Regions from separate parts of the Mus musculus genome. Here region 2 is linked to region 1. Evidence: chromatin contacts called from public Hi-C data. All regions are on one chromosome and are shown on one strand. The core of a region is the stretch at or near the end of the contact, and the rest is flanking DNA. Distances in the headings are between cores, read along the strand shown.

Region 1 (6,493 bases), core at 734-3,233:
ATGTGTGTACTGGACATTAAAAAATCAATTTGTGGCCTTTTAGTCTAGGTTTACCATTAATCACATAATACAGGAAAGTAGGCTTGGTACATCAACTAAATGTGTTATGACAGAACTATGTGCCACCTTTCCTAGAGGTAAAACAAGTGCAAACCTGGAAGCCAGGAGATAACTAGCTAGAGAGAATGGAGTCTACACCCAACAGTGAGCATGGTTTGCCTGAAGGCTTGGGATGCTCGCCACTGGCCCTGGGCACGGGCTGCTGGCACTTTTGTTAAAATTCAGTGTATACACAGGCATTTCTTGACTGCTTCCTAAAAGTTGTCATAAAACTTATTGCACATTACCAAGTTTGTGAATTACTAACTAACTAATACCCTAAAGAAACCACTAGCAATTCACCATTAAGAAATGCATTTCGGGGCCAGGAGTGGTAGTGCATGCTTTTACTCCCAGCAGTTGTGCCACTAGGGAGGCAGAGACAAGTCGATTGCTGTGAATTCACACAGACAGACAGACAGACAGACAGACAGACACGGCCAGCCTGGTCTACGGGGGAAAAATGTCTAAAAAGAAAAAAGAAGGGGGCTGGTGAGATGGCTCAGTGGTTAAGAGCACCGACTGCTCTTCCAAAGGTCCTGAGTTCAAATCCCAGCAACCACATGGTGGCTCACAACCATCTTTAATGAGATCTGACTCCTTCTTCTGGAGTAGTCTGAAGACAGCAACAGTGTACTTACATATAATAATAAATAAATAAATCTTAAAAAAAAGAAAAAAGAAGAAAAAGTTAAAAAAAAAAAAAGAAAAGAAAAAATAAAGACAGTATCATATGGGCCCAAAAGGTGACTCAGTAAGTAAAAGGCACTTGTCACCAAACCTGACACCCGAGTTCCAACCCCAGGATCCACGGGTGGATCCAGGACATCAATTCCTGCAAATCGTCCTCTAACCTCCACATGTATGTCTTAACACATATACAAGGACACACATACACACATCACACACATAACACATACACACACCTACATATACATGCACACATCATGCAAACACACATACATTAAATAGATACAGATTTTTTTAAAAAAAATTTTTAAATATATATATTACTTCCCCCGAGTCCTAGTTTTCATGAATGAATTGTTATGGTGGACAAATATTTTATTTTTTTTTTTTAAAGATTTCTTGCCGGGTGTGGTGGCACACGCCTTTAATCCCAGCACTCGGGAGGCAGAGGCAGGTAGATTTCTGAGTTCAAGGCCAGCCTGATCTACAAAGTGAGTTCCAGGACAGCCAGGGCTATACAGAGAAACCCTGTCTCGGGGGGAAAAAAATGTGTATTAGTGTTTTGCCTGCACGTATGCATGTATGTAAACCCAGTGCACAGCTGGTGCAGGCAGAGGCCAGAAGAGGGAATCACATTCACTGGAACTAGAGTTACAGATGGTGCGAGTCTAATCTAAGCACATGGGTGCTTAGATTCGAACCCAGGTCCTCTGAAAGGATGGTAAGTGCTTTTAACTGCTGAGTCATCTCTCCAACCCCCAATACTTTATACTTTCAACAGATTTACTGTCTGTTTTCTTGGGGTATATATGATGAGAGGATTTCTCTGCCAAGGGAGGGGGCTCCATTTATAACTAAACAAAGAATACCATATATTCGAGCTGTGGCTTCTACTAAGGGCTCAACAGACAGAAGCTAATTAAATTGCTCTATCTCAGATCTGCTTCTGAATAAGCAGCTGCTTGCTTAATTGGTCATGTCAAATAAAGACCTCATCTGGAGATTACTTAAATGTCCTCCAGAAAGCTAAGGCCTCTTGGTAGCAGCAGTTGCCCATGCCCGTCCACTTCAGGTGCCAATCAGAAGATGGAAGGGTAACAATGGACAGAGAAAATGACGTCTAATATTAGCCTAGACAGAGGGCCTTTACGGACTTGGCAATCACTAAGCACTGGAAATCACAGTGAGAGTGGAGAAGCATTAAGCCTCATTCATGTTCCTCTACGTGTGGCCAGCAGCTGGCAGGAGGCGAGGAAGCTGGCCTAGTGGGAGTTGGCCTAGAAAAGAGCGGCTGAAACAGACGGGGAAAGTGTACGAGACTGTTGAGAAATGAAGTCTACCATACAATCAATCAGCTGTCTTGATCCACAAGAATTGTAGACACTAGAGGAACTTCCATTATCTGCTGAGTACAATTCTGCTTGCTTGTCCTTTCCCCGAGAGATGGTCTTAGGTCACAAACGAGCTTAGCCCTCTCTTTCCCCTCACTAGAGATCCCTTCTCCTGTAGGAGGACACCCATTCTCATCTCTGGATGCATGGTCCTGGAAATGGCAAAAAGCCGTTCACATCGTCACCTCAGAACTGTCAATACAGCCAACATTTGTCACTGTCAGCTGTATACCAGGCTTTGTGTGTGTGTGTGTGTGTGTGTGTGTGTGTGTGTGTGTGTGTGTATGTGTGTGTGTATGTGTGTGTGTGTGTGTGTGTGTGTGTGTGTGTGTGTGTGTGTGTGTGTGTGTGTAGAGCGCTAAATGGGAGAAGCCACCTTGTGAGCCAGCAGGAAGGCAAGGATTCAGGGTGTACCATGATGTTCCTTCCTCACTAGCAAAGAATACCCAGCAGACGTACTGGTGAGGAGCTATCTAGTGGTAGCCAATGACTTGAATCAGAGGGTAATGAGGGAAGAAAACATTCTCTTTGGGTGCAGAGGTCGGAGTCATTCCTCAGGAGCCGTCTTCTCTGTTTTCTTCTTGAGACATAATGTCTCATTGGTCTGGACCTAGCTCAAAATAAGCTACACTAGAGAGTCAGTGAGCCTCCATCCATCTGCCTGACTCTTACCTTCCTAGAACTGACATTCTTTTCTTTAAACATGGTTCTGAGAATCAAACTTAGGTCCTTATGTTTGTCTGGTTAGCACTTTATTGAAATACCAACTAGATGCTTTGAGGCAGAAGAAGCTCAAACAACTCAGTTCCCCTGAGAGTGTTTAGAACCAACTCCTCACCCACTAGCACAGCCCAGACCCTCATTTCCCCCCACTCATTATTCCCTTGTAAGTACAGGGATTTCTGGGGGAATGTATTTGAATCACTCAGACATGCAAGTAAGAAACACTGCCTCGATGTGTAGTGTAGGGGCCCGGGATAGGGCTGTGTGTGTGTCTTTAAGAGCAACAGGGCAGAAAGAAGCTGAGAACAATGCCCCACTCATGCTTAGCATTCCTTCTCCATCCTAGCAAGCTCCCTTCCCCATTTTCCACATTTATTTCAATACACAGGGCAGCCAATCTCCAGTTGTCCCCCTCTTCTGATAGAAACGATTCTCATTTCACCTAGAGGGCTACCAGGCAAACTCTTAGCTTGGCAATGTTTGCTGCCTCGTTGTATGGAGCCTCCTCTCTGCATACTAGACTCTGCCTGGCTCTGCATCCTCACGCCTAACACAGCTCTGGTTATGTGCAGCTCTGGTACTCACCCCGCTCCCCCATCCCCGCAGTGTACCAGTGCACCAGGGCTGGATGGTCCCCTACAGGATCACACAGGTCCCACAGCTCTGTGTCCCAAGATGAGCTGAGCCTAAAGCAGCCCTTCCTCCAAGCCAAGCCTTCACAACCCAGTGAACAGCACTATCTCACTTTCCTCTTCCCATCCCCCAACCTACATCAGCTCAGCCATCACTGATGCCCTCCCGTGTCACCCCCACAAAGTGGCAGCTCTTAAAAGACTGGAGGATGTCAAATAAAAGGCAAACTTGAGTCCTGCAAAGTTCCAAACATTTCTCGTGATGGATTTGTGACTGAAAAAAATGTGACTGGCTAGCAAAACTTGGCGAATCCTAAGCTAGTTAATGGGTCATACAAAGAACTGGATCTCTCTCCTGGCTGATACATTTGACTACAAATCACAAAGGAAAAAAAAAAATTCTGACAGGGTAAACTTAAGAAACACACACATTGAGACAGAGAGAGATAGAGACAGAGAGACAGACAGACACAGAGAGTGCCCTAACGGTGTAACAGTGAGAGATAACCATATAATAAATAAATCATGCACAAGGAAACGAACCTCAAACTCACTTAAAATCAGGCTAGGAAAAGTATACCTTTCTGTCAAAAGTATGAGTACCCGTTTACCCAGAATTAATCACATATTAAAGAACTGTTAAGTCTGTCTAACTAACGCAGTGGGCTTAGAAATAAATTACACCATGAAGAGCTGATGGACTCTGCAAGGAGATTTCTTAAAAAGGACTCAATAGGCTAGAGGTCTCGCCTGACATGAGCGAAGAAGTCCTGGTTTCTAACCTAGCACCATATAAACCAGGGGTGGTGACGGATGCCTGTGACCCCAGAACATTTGGTATCACTTTAGTCTCAGCTACTTAACTTGCCTTAACTGAACCTTGGTTCCCCCAACAGCAAACCCAACGAGGCTCTCACGGGAAGATCAGTCTGCTCCTTAGGGTGCTAAGAACAACACTGAGCATAAGGGTCCCAATCAGTAGCTTCTCCTTCCACCATCGCCCACCAGCCTACAGGGAGGGAAATCCAGGGCCCTGGGGCTGCTTCAGCCGAAAGAGATGAGGGGCCCTACCAAGCATACCTGGCCCCTAACTCATCCCCGTTTTCACCAGCCAATGCTAAAACTGTTGAGGGTTTATGGCCTTCCGCACGTATAGTTCACTCTCTGTTTCACGCTATGGTTCAGAATATGAGCTCTGGCATCCTGCTCCAGATGCCACACCGGATGCCGTCACATTGTCCCCACCATTATGAACTGCGACCCTCTGGAACAATAAAGCTGAAATTAATTCTTTCTACTATAAGTTGCCTTGGGCACGGTGTTCCATCACAACACAAATAGTGATTAAAATTGCCATAATCGTACAACAGAAGAGACTGAAATTGGTGAGCGTGGAATGAGAGAAAGACCCAAGTAGTCCCCTCTACCCTGCCCGGCCCCAGCACCACGCTGCCCTGGCTGACTACTCTTCTCAGGTTTCACAGCAGAATTTCCAAACCTTCAGCCATCCACTCCCATTACAACAATTAACCCCAGCCTCCTACACAAAAATAAAAACCAGACAATCTTCAGCATCCTGCTGCCAAGCACAGAAGACACTTGCATCATCGACCTTATCTGGCCATCTATCTGAAGCCTGCCTCTTTCACCAGAGCACTTGGGAGCCATCCTTTTGAACCTCCTTGGGAATCTGATACTGATTTTGCTCCTCTTCAATGGACCACCTTAGCTTTTCTCTCTCTCTTTTTCTTTAATTACATTTTAATTTATTTTATTTGGTGTGTTCATATGCATGTGGCACAGGAGTAGAGATCAGAGGACAATTTGCAGACAAATCGTTTCTCTCCTCCCACCCTGTGGAAATCTGATAGGTCTGAGGGCTTGGTAGCAAGTGCCTTTATCTACCAAGCTGTCTTGCTGGCCCCTAAATCAGCTCAAATCCCCAGTAAAAACAAATGCCAACAGACCCACAGCCCCTTCATGAAGTCTGTGATGGTTAATAGTCAACCCAACGGGGTCTAGAATCACTTAGGCGCTAAATCTCAGGACATATCTGAGGGAACTTATAGCCAGGGTTAATTAAGGTGAATTTGTGCAAGATAGTCTTCAATGGGTGGAGTTCTTGCCCTCCAGGTACCTCTCCTATGGTCTAGCGGCAGAATAGGCAGTGTCTTTAATCGTGCCCATCTCTAACACATTATCTTTGCCTGCCTGGTCTGCAGCTTCAAACTCCCTCCTCTCTATACTGCAGGGCACACTTCCCCTTTTCTCTACTTCCTGACTACAGTGCAGTGTAACCAGCTGCTTTGTGGTCATGGTGGATTATACTCTCAAGCTGTGGGCCAGAATACACTCTTCTCTGCAGTTGCTTTGGCTGGGTATTTTGACAGAGCAGGGAGATGTGTAATCGCTACAACTGCGGTGCCTTTTCTCACAACTACATCTCTTGTTTCCACTTTTCTCACAATTGCATTCTCTTGCTCTATCCACTGTTTGGATAAGCAAATAGATCCAGACAATGCTGGCAATGCATCAACCTCCAGCACTCTGTGAGTTCGAAGTCAGCCCTGTCTACAGAGTCAGTTCCAGGACAACCAGGACATACAGAGAAACCCTGTCTCAAAAAAATAAAATAAAATAAAACAAACAAACAAAAAACAAAACAACAATAAGCTCTAGAAAGGCGTGTCCATTCTTCTGTCCATAAACACCTATCATCATTTACCGTGTCACTTTTCACCACTCCATTCTTATCCTTGCTGTTCTCTCTGCAGCACTAAGCCATTTCTAGTGGCCAGCTCAGCACTGCCTCCTGCAAGCACTCCTGACCTCCCAGCAACAGACTTTCTGACTGCTCCTCCTTTAAACTCTGTGCTTCTCTGCTCAACCATTAAATAAGAGAATCCTCTAAGCCACTCAGCCTCCTTCCGTCTAACTTGCCTCCTAGGTGAATCCACA
Region 2 (6,631 bases), core at 3,319-5,818, 52 kb after region 1:
AGGACATGAGACTCTTTAATCTAAGGGTCATAGGTTTGAGCCCAACATTGGGTGAACATTGGGTGAACGTTAGGTGCTTCCTTGGGCTAGAGAGATGGCTCAGTGGTTAAGAACACTGACTGCTCTTCCAGAGGTCCTGAGTTCAATTCCCCCAGCAACCACATGGTGGCTCACAACCATCTGTAAAGTGGTCTGGTGCCCTCTTCTGGTGTGTCTGAAGACAGCTACAGTGTAGTCATATACACTCATATATATTAAATAAATATTTTTTAAAATTTCTAGTTCAATTGTACTAGCAATATTTCAAGTGCTCACTGGGCACAAGTAAGTGGTGTACCACACAGATAAGGATAACGGTATCATCACCAACAGTGGTGCTGGACAGGACTGAGCTAACCACTCTAGTGACCTTGACTAGCTCCATCTTAATGGTGCATCTATATGCTAACGAGCTCTGAATGTATACTGCCAATCTGACCCGAGCTTCGGATTTGTATATAGAACGGTCTATTCCACGTGAGTGCCTGTGTGTCTTAACAGGCTATCTGTATGAGAACAGAGCACTACGTTTTCATCTCCTTCTGCCTTCCTCCACCCACAAAAGCATTTTCTCCTCTGTCAGACGACACGATCTCATCAGGGTTTTAAAAATATGTTTCTTTTAAAAAAATTTTTTTTAATTTATGTGTGTATGTTAGTATGCACACTGTGTGCAGATTCTTGTATAAGCCTAAAGGCACCAGATTCCCTGGAGCTGTGGCTACATAGGCTGTTGTGAGCGGGCTGATGTGGGAAAAGAACCCTGGTCCTCTGCAAGAGCAGCAAGTACTCTTAACCACTGAGCCAGTTCCGAAGCTTCCATCTCACCACGTCTGAAACAACAACAACAACAAAATCTGTTCCTACCCTGATTCTCTTTTTTCCTTCGTCTTCAATATCTAATCCATTCGCTTTATTAACCTCACACATAAAATATATTTCAAATCTGTCCTTAGCTACATCCTCTGTCACATTGTCAAGTCCATAATTCCTGCCTGGGCCACTGTCCTGCTTATAATGACATAGCCTGCACCCACAACAGTTTGCAACAGTGCTCAGATGCATAATAAAACATGATGGCCAGGCGGTGGTGACACACACCTTTAATCCCAGCACTTCGGAGACAGAGGCAGGCGGATTTCTGAGTTCAAGGCCAGCCTGGTCTACAAAGTGTGTTCCAGGACAGCCAGGGCTACACAGAGAAACCCTGTCTCAAAAAAACAAAACAAACAAACAAACAAACAAACAAAAAACAAACAAAAACATGCTGACTACATCAACACAGTCAATCCTGTCTAGAATGCTGAAAAAAAAATCCAACTTTGTAAAAAACTTCACAAATGTGTCTGATAATAGATATCTAACATAGAAACCTTAAGAAATCTTTTTTTTTTCCCTGTATTTTTGAGGATCAGTCTCATTCATCCCACACAGACCTTACACATATTCTGGGGCTAAGAATGACTGAATTCATTATCCTCCTTTCTCTACCTACCTCCCAAGTGCTGGCATTAGGTGTTTAAACTACCAAGACCATCTCAAGAAACTCCAGTGAACAGATTCAAGAATGACCACTTCCCAGATATGTTTATAGATTGGTGTGAATCACACACATTGTTCACCTCGTCAGCCACTACTAATTTTTTTTTTGCCTGCTTTCCCAGAGCACCATGAATCTGTTATCAATATGTTGGGAAAACTTTTGTTGCTGCTCCTTCCGGCTCGGCCTTAACTGCCTCGCTTAGCCTGTGATGCTATCCTGACCTCTTGAACATATTCTATACATTCTAATGAAAGAACCTAGTGGGGAAACCCCCACTCAATTCTCGTTCGGCGCGCACCCAAGAATCACGAACAGACGACCATCTTGATGTAAAAGCATGAGGTAGTTTAATGACGGAGCTCCATGCCTACACATATCTCCCGCAGGAGACAGAGGTGTCGACCACATGGTGGAGCCAAAATGGCGGAGCTCCGTTTCGAAACGTATCTCACACAGGAGACAGTGGTTTCAACCCTGATGCTTGGAAGCTAGGGGTTTTTATAGAAAAGGGGTGGGGCTGGGGGAGGAATTGGCGCCGTTTTACATGATTGGTCCATTTAAACATCAACAGACTGTCAGAAGGGCAGGAGATAGGGAGGCACTAGGCCAGTCAGGACATGTAACGACGGGCCTGCCCGGGCATGTCCTGGCCTGTTCTACTATGTTCTCAGCCCCAGGTTTTAAAGCTCACAAACAACTCTTTGGGCTATTTGACATAAATTACATGAATCACATGTCTCAAGTTTTATTTCCTTTCACTATCACAGTCCACTTGTCCCAGTTGTGGTCAACCTAGATTTTTTTTCTATAGTTTTAGGATTATAATGAGAGGACATGAGGGTAAGGTAATACGAAGTGTAATAGTATCCTTTCTATGCTAAGTAAGTGGGGCCTGGAGCCATGAAATTATGCATGCCTGGCATCTGCAGTGCCTGTCAGTTTACACACACACATCTTCCCAGCAATCCAAACACCACAACTGCCTATAAAAGCAACCTCCTCTCCTTGCTTCCTCTCCATATCCACCCTCCATATAATTACCATATATCATCTTTGAATTTTACATCACCCTCCATTCCTATCTCTACCAGTTTTGGGGTCTGCTTCATTTTATGTATGGGTGACATAAATATGGCTTAAAATAGAGAAAGAAAGTCTCCCATAGGGGATTCTGAAAAGATGTGTTTTCCTTAATACAGACCCAATGACCAACACAACAACTTCTAAGGTAGACATCACCATGTCTGCCCACTAATAACTTCTTTTAAATATGAAGCGACTCGTAGGTTGAAGCCACTTTGGAGAACAGCAGAGAAGGTTCTGAAAGAAAACGGCATGACACTTTGTAACATTCTTGAGCCACTCCTTCTTCCTGTGTATGTTAATGTGTGTGTGTGTGTGTACATGTGTGTGTGTGAGGAGGTCAGAGGTCAACATTGTCTTTCTCAATTGCTTCTCTGCCTTATTTTCGTTTTCAATGATTTGTTGTTGTTGTTTCTATGTGTGTATGTGTTTTGCCTGGATTATCTCTGGGCACCATGTGTGTGCCTGCAGAGGTTGGGAGGAAGGCATCTGATCCCCTAGAACCAGAGTGGCAGAAAGTTGTGAGCCACCATGTGGGTTCTCGGCCTGGAACCTGGGACCTCTGGAAAAGCAACCAGTGCTCTTAACCTTTGTGCTGTCTCCCCGCCCCCACCCCCACCCCCCCAGCCCTTGAGCCACAAATGATATCTGTCTAAAAGTCTGGCATTCTTATTGATTTTCATCACATAAATAACCTCAGGCAAATTAACTTTTGTGTAATCTATTTCCCTATTGTAATTCAAAGAGTAACATTTACATAGAACCTGACTGTAAAGAATGAGGTTAAGAAGGAGTGATGAAAGAGCCCACAGGCACCGTGCTATAATATCAACAAGATAGAGATACAGTCAGGAAATCTCCCAAGCAGTTTGCTGACTCGGGAACCAACACACCTAGCTTTATAAGGAGATCTCAGGGCGCCTTCCTGGAACTTCTGACTCAGTATCGCTCCCAAAAGCATTCTAGGCTCCAGGTAAATGTGATCGTCAATCCAAACTGAATTTAACAACGGACCATATGGTGTAGCATTCTTAGGCAGCAGGAGTTAGGATTTCTGGTTTCTAATTCTAGACATGACATTATTGCATTTAGGCCAATTTGTAGCACCTTTCTCGACCTGTCTGCATGCCTGACCTATTCAATCTGTAACCCCATAAGGGTCTGAAGGAATGTTTGTTGTCAAGAGGTTTTATTTTGCTGTAATTTAGGCTAAGTTCACAAACGCACGCACAACTGGGATTAGAGTGGGCAGTGGAAGTCTATCATTTCAGAGGACCGCGGGAGGAATAAGCCAGAAATGCTTTGTGATAAACTTAACTGCAGGGCTATGTCTTCCTCCCTTGCTACCTGAAGCCAAGGGGTTTCCAATCCTCCCAGGAATATGACATAGCTTGAAGTGATCCGGATTCTGGTTATAGTTTGAGATCTGTGAAACTGTCTAGAAAACATAAATGTCAGGAAAGGGCGGATTTGAATGTTTTCCCCCTAAGAGTATGCCTCTGACTGGCAAAAATTTTCTAGTTCGGTTTGTCTTGGAACCCGTAAGGAAGAAAGGAAGTAGTGATGTATGCCAGGAGCCTCAGGCAAAACCTGGCAGGACAGGAGCAGCTACTAACCCGGGGCTTCGTGGTCCTTCTACCATACATGTAGTTTGACCTCGCCACTGGCAGAAATCAAACTTCTCCAGCACTTAACTTTCCAACTACACAACTGCAGCACAAACTCGGGTAACAAAACCATTACTGTTCCTTGTAGCGCTTCCTGGGCAAACTGCCCTTAGCCCCACCCATCACGGACAAACCCGGCTCACTGAGACGCAAGAGACGCGTCGTTCTGCGTTTTCCAATCAGAGCCACACTTCTGAACTTTGACCGCCCAACTTGGCAAGCTCCGCCCAGTGCAGACCATCCCCGCCCACAGAGAGGCGCTTTGCTCCCTGTTTGCTCTTAAGCGCGGTGCTTGCAAACTTTAACCGCTGGCGCCAGGTCTACACGCATGCGCCATCCTTTGAATGCTGAGCATTCTGATTCTAGCTGCTACAGCCGCAGGGCTAGTGATCTTGCTATTCCAGCGACTATGGACCGTGCTTGGGCCCCATCACGTCACTCCCCGAGAGTCTCTCAGACTCTTGATCGTGGCTGGATCCGGTAAGTATCCGGGCGGAGGCCGACGGTCTTGAGTTAGGCACTACAAACCCCAGAATGCATCGCGACTCTCTTCGCCCTTCTTAGCGCCTTTAGGAGCGCTGCATGCTGAGATTTGTAGTTTCTTTGCGTTCCCGGAACCGGCCACCCCAGGCAGGAAAAAATGCTGGTTAGCTGACGCCACCCAGCCGCCTGTCATTAAGACAGGTCATTTACACTTGTCTGTAATTAAGCCTCTCTGTAGTGTACTGCTTTCTAACAAATAATTAGCGACGGAGTACGCCGAAGCCTTTTGATGCTGACATATTGTTGCCCTCTTTGCTGCTGTGCGTTATTAATTCTAGGTCTTTGTACTTAGTTTAAGAAATGTGAACATTACATGGTAAACGAAGTAGAGTTGTCGCACTTATGAATGCGCAAAGTCCCTGAGGATAAAAACGTGGACACTCCATACGACGATACCTCCAGAGTGACAGGATATGAGTAATAAACTGTCCAGTCAGCTCTGAACATTTTAAAACTTAAAATTTTAGATGAACAGTTTTGACGAGTGTATAGTTAAACACGACTCAACTTTAAACAACCAAGGTGATACCCAAACCTATATCAATGCTGTCTGGAATACATATGTTATAACCTATTGCTCCAGGGACAGTAAAACAAAACCATTGCCTAACAGAAAATGATGCAGTCAAGACACACAGTAAATTCGAGGTGTTTAAGGCAGCCTCTGCAGGAGACCATACAGTTTTACAGTAGCTTTAAAAAAAATACACACTAATAAAAATACACAAACTAGTAATGTAGTTGTGTATTATTGTTATCAAATGTTATGAACTGTATATAGTAGTATATATTGTACTTTTTTTAAAGACTTGTTTATTATATGTAAGTACACTGTAGTTGTCTTCAGACACACCAGAAGAGGACGTCAGATCTCGTTACGGATGGTTGTGAGCCACCATGTGGTTGCTGGGATTTGAACTCAGGACCTTTGGAAGAGCAGTCAGTGCTCTTAACCGCTGAGCCATCTCACCAGCCCCTATATTGTACTTTTTTATATTGCAGGCAGCACAGTGAATTTGTTCATAGATTACCTTGGGCTACTGTGTTATGGTTGCTGTGTCACTAGACAATAAGGAATTTTCTGTTCCTTTTTAATGTCATGTGACCAATATCCTGTCATTGACTAAAACATCATTATGTGATGAGTGACTACACACACACTAATGATATTTATGATGTATGCAAATGTACCAAACTTAACATGCAATTATAATTCCTTACTTATTTACTTAACATATTTTGAGTCATGGGAATGGCCAGACACTACACTGAGCTCTGGAACAAAACAAAACTGAAAATAGAAAAACAAACAAAACAAGCATCACAAGGCACAGTGTGATGCCTACGTGACAAACACTAGGGAAAGGACAGAGGCGCAGCAGTGAAGGAAATAGGACACAAACAGAAGATGAGACAGAAGGAGTAGCTGCCACACAGAGAAGGACAGAAATCTCATATTAACTGCGTAAGAAATACAAGTTATTTCAAGTGAGATGCAAAGCTACTGGGGACTTTTGAACACAAGTAAAATATTATCACATGAAAATTACCTCAAGATGTATAGGGAGAGGAAGTGGGGATATGATCTATATAAAGCTGTATTTATAATTTATATGACAGTGGCGTGAAGCAAGATGAGGTGGTAAGAAGTGATTGGAAGGGTGGAGAGATGGCTCAGCAGTTAAGGTCTTTGTTCTTGTGCAGGACCAGGGTTTGGGTCCCAGCACCCATATGGTGGCTCACAGCCATCTATAAC

Evidence for each region. A called contact is a pair of places that touch in the nucleus more often than the background predicts.
Region 2: a contact with region 1 is called in a Hi-C map of the N1E-115 cell line, with 4 times the contacts expected there. The contact joins the promoter of Alg14 here to the enhancer-like site in region 1. A contact is called at or near these places in 3 of 39 promoter capture datasets (the C10 cell line, the HPC-7 cell line and liver), 10 of 484 Hi-C or Micro-C datasets (the G1E-ER4 cell line, the N1E-115 cell line, cerebellar granule neurons and 4 more), 4 of 115 datasets of contacts at active chromatin or transcription factors (astrocytes, embryonic stem cells and hepatocytes) and 2 of 9 other capture datasets (adipose tissue and pancreatic islet).

Annotation. Positions count from the first base shown.
Region 1 is chr3:121,237,313-121,243,805 of GRCm38.p6, forward strand. All of the region lies in intron 1 of Tlcd4 (TLC domain containing 4), which reads right to left. Among named protein-coding and RNA genes, the nearest start is that of Tlcd4, 23 kb to the right of the region's middle. Within about 2 kb of position 1,984, at least 59 of the 459 cell types and tissues checked have an H3K27ac peak or open chromatin away from gene starts, as enhancers often do. A contact at or near this core is called in the G1E-ER4 cell line, the N1E-115 cell line, astrocytes and 3 more, where this site is marked.
Region 2 is chr3:121,287,172-121,293,802 of GRCm38.p6, forward strand. Alg14 (asparagine-linked glycosylation 14) reads left to right here and starts at 4,569. Exons shown (of 4, transcript NM_024178.3): 1 at 4,569-4,812. The coding sequence starts at 4,677.